Linked DNA regions of Mus musculus: region 2 is linked to region 1. A link is a contact called in public Micro-C data. All regions are on one chromosome and are shown on one strand. Each heading gives the region's core, a stretch centred on a gene start, on an enhancer-like site or on the middle of the called end of the contact. The rest is flanking DNA. Distances are from core to core; before and after follow the strand shown.

What was found. A called contact is a pair of places that touch in the nucleus more often than the background predicts.
Region 2: a contact with region 1 is called in a Micro-C map of embryonic stem cells, with 11 times the contacts expected there. The contact joins the promoter of Zeb2os here to the promoter of Lhx2 in region 1. A contact is called at or near these places in 6 of 484 Hi-C or Micro-C datasets (cerebellum and embryonic stem cells).

What each region holds. Positions count from the first base shown.
Region 1 is chr2:38,348,684-38,353,228 of GRCm38.p6, forward strand. It overlaps Lhx2 (LIM homeobox protein 2), which reads left to right and starts at 2,625. Exons shown (of 5, transcript NM_010710.4): 1 at 2,625-3,210. The coding sequence starts at 3,091. It overlaps Gm27197 (a long non-coding RNA gene), which reads right to left and starts at 2,057. Exons shown (of 2, transcript XR_374289.3): 1 at 1-2,057.
Region 2 is chr2:45,108,822-45,113,366 of GRCm38.p6, forward strand. Zeb2os (zinc finger E-box binding homeobox 2, opposite strand) reads left to right here and starts at 2,317. Exons shown (of 3, transcript NR_110572.1): 1 at 2,317-2,481; 2 at 4,022-4,172; 3 at 4,278-4,545. Zeb2 (zinc finger E-box binding homeobox 2) reads right to left here and starts at 4,458. Exons shown (of 10, transcript NM_015753.4): 1 at 4,002-4,458; 2 at 1,195-1,336. The coding sequence starts at 1,267.

The sequences.
Region 1 (4,545 bases), core at 1,375-3,874:
CTGCGTTTCCTCGCACTGTGTAAATGTCACTCACGTGTCAGGATCTGTGTTTACAGCCTGTTCCTCGCCTTGCCTAGTCTCCCAGGACAGGGCAAAGCGACGTCTCCCAATGATTAACAAACTTAGCGGCCTCTGAACCCTGGGCCGGGGTGCCCAGATGCCTCCCCGCGGCGGGATATGAGCTTGAGCCTCCAATAGACACTATTGCGTCCTAACCAGATGCGAGGAATAAATAGAGAAGTGCCCCATGGGGATCCCAACAGCCGGAAAGTTGAGGCCAAGGATGGGTGGGGACTGCCGGTCAGAGAGGTGGGTACCGAGTGGTGTACATCTCTTTATGGGTATAATTCCCTACCCTCTGGGCAGCTTTTAACAAGAATCACCAAGTATCCCCTCCCCAGCTCTGAAGGCAGCCCCTTGAGTCCAGCCAGCACCAAGGACATCACCCCAGGCTTCCTACAAAGTTTCCTGCCCCTTGAACAACCTCCAGACCAACACTGGTGACTCCCAGATTCAATTTTCATTTCCTACTTTCTTTGAGAAAAGAAAAAACCCCACAAAACTGTCCCAGATACCCCAGTATAACGTGCTAATATATTCCTAGAGTTGATCGTGGGCCAGCGTCTATGTGGGCACTGAAGGACTGTCTGTGTGGTTGCACATGCACATGCCTGTCTTTAGATTGATGGTCTCTCCCTAAAGTTAGAGCATCTTTACACATGCAGTGTGTACATACACATGCATAACTTAAAGAGTTTTTGCAAATACACCTGATAGGAGCTCACAGAAGATCAAGTAGGCTCGCCTTAGCACACAAGTGTTAGTCCTGGATGTTCAGATGCCTCCTCCGTATGATGCCCACCTGTATACCTCCTGTACTGTTGTGCTGGTTATTAACAAAGATAAAATTCGTGCTGGCTGTATTTTTGCCAAAAAGAGACGAGCATGAACATTTTCACACATGGGCACGAGCTTAGGCAACACCAGTGCAACACCTACTTGTGAGCAAAAGTTATGTACACTATGTAAAAAGTATGACTTCATGCTGCCTCAACTGTGTGTCCTGTGAGATAAACTACAGAGGTCCTGGCTTCCCTTTAATTGTGCCAGGCAAGCAGACATTTCAGACTTCATTTCTCCCCACTATCACATGGAAAGAAAGCAACTTGTAAAACGGACCTAGAAAGGAGTTTCAGTAACTGTCTTGCCCTTTTTCTTTTTCACCCCAAATCACATTTTCTTTTCTTTTTTTCTTCTTCCCGAATCCCTTCCTGTTCCACCAGACACCTAGCCATTGCCCCGGGTTCAGCCACGAGACTCAGGGCTGGCAGTTGGGATTTGCTGGGCAGGCCATGTTATTGTTAGTTCTTGTGCAACCAGGTGGCAGGGTGGGTCCAGAGTGGGAGAGCTAGTGGGATGGAGTACCCCATAGGAAGGAAGAGAATAGGCCTCTGGTCTTTAAGAACTGCCAAGTATATCCCGGAGTGAGAAGATCCAAATAGGAAAAGAAAAAGAGGGAGCGATTAAGAAATTCGCTGAGTGCCTACTATGCTCTATATATTTTCCACTCATTTCTTTCATCACACCCAAACACCTAAAAGGAGGGGGCCTTCTTGTTTCCCTTTGAGAAAGTCAAACATTGTAAAGGAGGTTGAGTCACTGTCTCCGGATCACACTGCACGTACATGGGAGAGAGCTATGGACTCCTTGTTTCTTTTTCTGAGTTCCTAAAGACATGCCTCCAGACTGCAGAGCTTTGGAGAAATCCAGGAGCTACACGCCTGGCAGTATAGTCCCTAGCTCACTTGAAGAGAGGATATGCTGGCCGGCCCGCTACCCTTGGGAGTCATTGCTCTGGTGGCACTTGCGCCTGGTCCCCGGGAGGGCTGCGCTGCTAAACGCAGCGCAGAGAGTAGCGCCCCAGACCGAAGCCCAGATGGGCGGGAAGCAGCCGAAGGCTCTTGAAACAGTACTCCTGGTCTGTCTTCTCTGCCCCTCCTCAACCCCAGGTTCCAGAGGCCAAGGGGGAGAATGGAGACTTCCTCAAGCATCCTTTGGCAGCGCTTTTTTAGGACAGAGACTCCAGGAAAGGTTTAATTTTTCTTCCTGAAGAAACACAGGAAACTGTTCGCAGCCTAGAAAACTCCAAACCCCGCGCTCTCCCTTCTCCCTCCCTTGCGCCTCCTCCTCCAGCCTCGCCCACCAGCTCCCACCACCTCCTCTCTCCGCTCCTCTCCTCCTCTAGCCTTTCCCCTCCCTTTGGGTCTCCCGCCTTCCCGGAGCACGCGCTGCCAAGGCCTGGGGCGGCGGGCGGCCAATGGCACGGCGGCAGGACGTGATGTCAGGCGCGGCTGTAGAAAAGGCGCGGAGGCTTGCGCTGGCGCGGACTGCAGAGCCGAGGCTGAGCTCGGCGCGCGCTTGGGTAGCGTTGCGCGCGGCTGGGCCCGCGGCCGTCGGCTCCTCCTCCCACTCTGCTCCTCCTCCTTTTTCCTCCTCCTCCACCTCCTCCGCCGCCGCCTCCTCCTCCTCTTCCTCCTCCTCCTCTTCAATTCTCCCAGTGGCTCGGCTCAGCTCGCAGGCTTCGCGGAGACCCCCTACTCCAGTTCGCCTTTGGTTGGGAACACACCCCGGGGGGAAGAGACGTGCAGGCATCTGGGCCGCCGCGGGCACCTAGCTGTTCCTGGGTGAACCCCGACTGCAGCCACCGCCGCCTGGGGCAGAGTTTGCGCCCCTGATTTGCGCCCTGGGCGCCAGAACCCAGCTAGCGATGCCTGCGGCGTGAAAGCGCCCACAGCGGGCGCCGACCTCTGCCCTGGTCTCCCGCCCCCACCTCACCCCCTGCCCTTGTGACCCTGGCTTCGGCGCCGCCGTCCAGGCGCCCCGCGATGTAGCTGCCCCCACGCCTCGGCGGGAGGCGTCCTGGCCCGCAGGCGCCCGCGGCCCGGAGCCCAGCCTGGGGGCGCAGCCGAGCTCGGGCGGGGCCGGGGCCGCGGTGGCGATGCACTGGGCCGGTTAACGCCGGGAGCGCCAGGCAGCTGAGGCGGGGGGCAAGCCCTTCCTCGGGGCAGCCGCATCCCCGGTCCCGCCGCGATGCTGTTCCACAGTCTGTCGGGCCCCGAGGTGCACGGGGTCATCGACGAGATGGACCGCAGGGCCAAGAGCGAGGCTCCGGCCATCAGCTCCGCCATCGACCGCGGCGACACGGAGACGGTAGGCGCGCGGCTGTGGAGTTGGGGCTGAGAGCTGGGACCTGGCGGGGCCAGCCAGCGCCTCTGTTCCCCGAACTTTAGGTAGAGTCCTCCGAGACGCACGGGACCAAGGCTGGGGAATCCTCGGACAGGGTGCAAGGCCCGGGGCACCAGACTCAGGGGAAACTCAGCTGCTAGAGAGGAGGAGGGAGTCAAGGTTGAAACCCAGATCTGGACTGCGAGGGTGGAGGAGAACGTTGTTCTAGAAGTGGAAGGGGAGTGGAAGTGGAGGCCACTCTCTTCTCTCCGCTCCCGGAGGCGCTCCGGTCCACAGACCTGACTCTCCACTACTTTGCTCCTGGTGCTGGCGCCGACGCCTCGGGAAAAGGGAGAACCGGTGGAAGCCCTAGCTGGTTTGAATCGCTTTCAGTCTTCTGGCAGTCTGGGATTCTCTCCTTAGCTCAGTTTCAGGGCCCTGCGACATCTGGGCCAGCACTTTCCGTTGATCGTGACCCGTGTTCCTAACTGGCTAGATTTGGCCAGGCAATGGTTCGGAGTTCAGTCACCGGCCTGGCTTCTGCGGAAGGAGACTCCATTAGGTTCTCTGTACCTGGCTCTGCTGTCCCGGCCCCAAATAGCCTCCCCCGGGGCCAGACTAGCAGACGCTGCCTAAGCAGCGGCTGCAGTGACCTTTAGAGACCGAGGAGGTGGGAAGCCTGGCCCGAGTTTCTCCCTTCTAGAGCCACAGCTCCGTGACCTCCGGGTTTCCCCTAAGCCTTTCTTTCCGGATAAACCTCCGCTGCTCAGTTTTATTAGGAAAAAAATTTCACATGGGCCTGCCTTGCACCCTCCTGGAAGGTCGCCCTGTATCCCACTTAACCTACTCGCAAGACCCAAGCGGGAACCAGAAGTTGCTGGACTTGCCCTGGGCTGAACCTTTGGTCTAAGGATCAAGAGGCTACTGAGGCTTGGGGCCAGGAACCCTGCTGCCTCTGAAGAGGAGTACCGGTGGAGGAAGACTTTTAATACTCACCTTACTTTACTGTCTTGGTTCTTTTCTGAGGCCCAGCACCTTTAATAAACACTTTGAGGAATTCCCTTGGAGAGCTTGGGGGAAGAGACCCCTCTGTCCCAATACTTAACCGCTGTGAGGATATCCTGGGGCAAGGGCACGAGGGCAGGAATAGGGAGACCTAAGGCCTGAGAACAACTTAGAACTGTAAAGTGTTGCTGCAGCGGCTTGGCTCGGTGGTTGCCTGGAGCTGAGCTGTGCAGCTTGGGCCTGGTAGATGGAGAAAATGGGCTGCCCAGTTAGACCGTCCTCTAGGCGGATTCAGATATAACCAGGGCCAGGGAA
Region 2 (4,545 bases), core at 1,067-3,566, 6.8 Mb after region 1:
TGCCCGCGCCCGGTAAGCGGGCTGAGAGCGAAAGGAGAATGAAGTTTCCTTTCCGATTCTGGGCTGGCGCGGCTGGATCGCTTGTTTGTTTTGAGGGGCTGTCCCCCCCCCCGTTTCTTTTCATTTTTTCCCTTTAAAACTCAGTATCCTCCGTCAGCATCCACCCCCTGCACCCTCTGTCGTCCCCCAACTCTCTCCCCTCCCCCAAGCGCCTTCTGCGCACTTGCCAATCACTTTTCTCTTTTATTCCCACGATTTTGTTTGAGGGTAATACCTAGGGGGTCTCTCTCTCTCTCTCTCTCTCTCTCTCTCTCTCTCTCTCTCTCTCACACACACACACACACACACACACACCACACTACACACTTTTACACAGCCCGTTTCCAAAATGGACCTAAACTCTCACATACACACCCCTTTAATCTGCCACCTCTGGTCTGCTTGTTCCCTCGCACCCCCATCTCTTTCCTCCTTCCTGACTCAGCCTGGATAACGGGCTCCTCCCGGCAGTGGAGGAGCAACTGCCGGGAAAAGTCTCTGTTCGCCCCGCTCTCTGGCCCGCAGCGGGCCCCGAGCCTGCTGCAGAGGAGCCGGGTCCCCAGTCCGCAGCTCCCGGCTCGTCCCTCTTGTCCCCCCACCCCCCGGTTCCCCGCGTCTGGCCAGGGCCCCGCTGCCCCGCGAACCGTTACTTGGCGCACAGAGAGGCGGCCCAGCGACTCCAGCAAGAAACTTTGAGGCTGGCGGAGAGGCAGCCTCGGGTCCCCTCCCTTGCCCTCGCCGCCCTCCTGCCACCCTCGCCCGCCCGCGCCCCGAGGTCCAGCGCGCCCGAGCGCCGGAGCCCCCGCCCTGCCCTAGCCGGCCGCTTCTGCCGCGGGGCCGGGGACCTGCGGGCCGGGGAACAGAGAGGGCGGAGGCAGCGGGGGTGCCGGGGCCGCAGAGTGGGGAGCAGGTCCGATCGGCAGCGCTCCGAGCCCCCCACCCCCACCCCCGGCGCCCGGCGCTCACTTGGCCCCGCACTTGCTCAACTCCCCCCCGGTCCAGCGGCCGCGCGTGGGGCTCCGGCGCTGGCCGCGGAGGGAGGCTCGCCCGCGAGCCCCAGGCGCCGCCACCGGCTTCCTTCTCCCTGTCCCCCCCTTCCCCCTGGTCTCGGGCCGCCGAGTGGCCCGGAAAAGTTTGGTTCGGGCCTCTTCTTACCGTTTTTCCTCCTGGGATTGGCTTGTTTGCGCCTCTTGCACCGGGGGCCATCCGCCATGATCGGCTGCTTCATTGATAAGAGCGGATCAGATGGCAGTTCGCATGGACTCGGCGCCCTGCTTCGGCAGCACGCAGGCTCGATCTAGCAACCAAACACAGCGACAATGTGGGCATCGTCCGCGCCCATTGAAACGCGCGCGGGCCGCCCAGGGGATCCGGGCCAGGGCCCGGGTGAGCACCCATCCGCGCCCCCAGCGCCAAAGCGAAACTTCGGCGGCCCCCTCCCCGCCCCCCACCCCCAGCCTTGGCCCCGAGGCGCTTTGTGTTGTTACTGTTTGGTGTGTTGCACTCGCGAGGGGATCAGAGACAAGAATTACATCTTCAAAATGAGTCATAACTCCTGACCGTATGAGGGAATGCACACGGCGGTACAGTAAGACTGCTTGACTCAAGGCTAGGCGGACCTCTTCCTCAGAAAAGTCCTCAGCCGGGCTCGGGAACTTGGAGAGGGGGTCTTTCGCTCTCATCTTTTCTCATCCCTCCTCCGACCCCCCCATTCCCAAGAGGGGAAAAAAGTAACAAACAACGCAAAACAGCCCTTGGATGAAGCACACTCGGGTAAATTGATAATAGTAATTACAGGAAGCCCACTCGCCCCGCGACCCCTCCCCTCCCCTTTGGAGTTTATCGAGGCACTGTCTCTTTCCCTACACCCTCCGCCCCCAAATTAAGATTTCCCATTTTACCCGGCAAAAGAAATATAATTATAAGCCTCTCTGGACATTGTTCCTCCCCCAACCTCACCACTTGGACAATATTTACTTAAGCCCCCCCCCCCCATACACACGTTTCCCCACACTGATTTCCTTAAATTCTTCCAGTAGATTGTTTTTTGTTTTTGTTTTTGTTTTCTTCCCCTCTCAAGAAAGGAAAGAGAAAGTCCGTGGCCACTATTTAAGTTGTTCTAAATGATCGTGTCCTTTTTGGCTTCGAAACTTTTGTACCTAAAAATCGAGGGAGGCGCTGCATTCTTTCAGCTCAAACTGTCAAAACTTGGAGAAGGGGAACCTCGGAGGCAGGCCGGAGAAGAGGAGAGCCCTGAAACTCCGCGGGGTGGGAAGACGCTGTGCCTCGAGGATTAGTTTAAACAGCGGGCTATAAAAGATGTAACAGATGCAAACTGTAACACAAGGGCCATTAACCCTTTCTCTGCCGCCCAGCACGCCCAGTCCCTACACCCTGCACCTATTGTCTCCGGTGCCACAAGCTTTGCGGAAAACCTGGAAAGTGAGTATCAGTTTCCGCACATTTGCTGAGCGGGGGTGAAGGGGGGCAGAGAGAAGGGGAAGTGGGTGTTGTAGGAAGCACTTTAAATTTACTTAGGCATACAGAGTAGGCTTTCCAGTTTGACACATTAAAAAAAAATACAAATATATCATTTTTTGATCTGTCCTACTAATTTGAAATTGTTGGGGGGGGGGGGTCCTGGAATAAAGAAATGGTCACACAAGCTTGTGGGATGAAACAGCTGTCTGTCTGTATTTCTGCTGAGACTTACAAACCACTGCATATAAAATATATATTTAATAAAATAAGTTGCTAGTTTTATGAGCCAGTGTGTGTGTGAGGGAAAGACATGGCATTTGTGCTGTAAACTTTATTTGTGAATGTTAGTCTTAACTCTGGAGTAAGCGATCTTGCCCTCATCATTACAGGGTTAGCATGTGAAACATGTAAGTAGGTGGGAGATAAACACGTTTATGTTAGCTGAGCTCAGCACTGTGCCTGTGACTCTTGAACTCCGACTTTTCAGTCCCAAAGTCTGGAATGGTGTGGTGTGGTGTGGTGTGGTGTGGTGTGGTGTGGTGTGGTGTGTGTGTGTGTGTGTGTGTGTGTGTGTGTGTGTGAGAGAGAGAGAGAGAGAGAGAGAGAGAGAGAGAGAGAGAGAGAGAGAGAGGAGTTCCATGAAAAATCGATGTGTATATTACTTGGTCATTTAAAATAAAATATCAAAAGTTACCCTAATTTTAACCCTATTATCCTGACAGCAGTTTTCTTCCCAGCTGTTGCGACCCCCCCTCTCCCATACACTTTGGTAAACGACTCAAGTTCCAAGAGAACTTTCACTTCTTTATTTATAATCACAGAAGTGAGGTGTTACTTCACACACACACACACACACACACACACACAAAGAATGAAATAAAGAAATGAAACTCGCTAGGCAGACAAAAACAGTCAAGTTTCTGCTTAGAAAACAGCCTTCTCCGGTGGGAAAGGTTAGACTAGTCTGCCAGATCTAAGAGAAGGACTTGCTCCCGAATTTGGTAGGTCTTTCTCGAATAAGTTTTATAATTATTAACAGGTATTTGCCAAGTTTTAATTGCTTGATATAATGAATTGAAAGTCGGTGTGAGAACAAAGCAGTAGAAACTCTCCACTTGATGAGTTTTTTACCCCAGCCATTCAGTTCTCAACAAAACTTTTCCTAGACTATGTAGCAAAAAACACCTTTGGTTACCTGAATGGACAGGTACAGGGCGAATTACTGGGGGAAGGGGAAAAAGGGAGAGGAAAGGAAAGAGAGAGTAAGGGAAGGCATGAGAAAGCAAAGAAGCCACTCTTGGGAAAAGAAAGCCTGCCACCAAAGAGCTAAAACCACCTGAAATTCCTGTCCAGAGACACCCGGCTCACTTCAGACTAACATTCCCACTCAAAATGAGAAAATTAGAGAGGGAGGGTGGGGGGCAAGAGCACCAAAAAAGGATAAAAAGAGGAGGAAAAGAAGGGGGGGGTGGGAAACCTACCTGTGAAGTCTTGTTTGTAGTTTTGGCCAGAAATGGTGAGAAGAAAAAGCATGAAGAAGCCGCGAAGTGTGGGGGAGAAAAAGGTGGAGGCGAAGAAACAGCTCCCGGAGCAAACTGAACAAAACCTCGCCAAGAGTGTCTGGAGGCAGGACCGTTATTCCTGCCGAGCAGGTTAGAACTGATCTCTTTTCGGCCACTCCAGGAAACACAAACCTGGGGACGGACTGACGTGTTACGCCTCTTCTAATGACATTTTTTTCTTTTTCTTTTCTGTAGGGGAGAGAAGAGAGACCCTGAAACACGCGCCACCTATCTTTGTGGGGAGGGATAATTGAAGCGCCCTGAGCGTGAGCATCATGTGAAAACGTGATCGCCAAGTTTCTCTCTGGGAAAGGATCTGGGATAGATTATACCTTGAAGTCTCCGCAAACGCTTTAGTGGAAGAAATGAAATTCCACCTCCCTCCCTTCCTCTCTCCCTCCCTCCCTTCTCCACGCCCCCCCCCCCCCCCCCCCCCCCCGTCAAGCAAGCCTTTGGCATCATT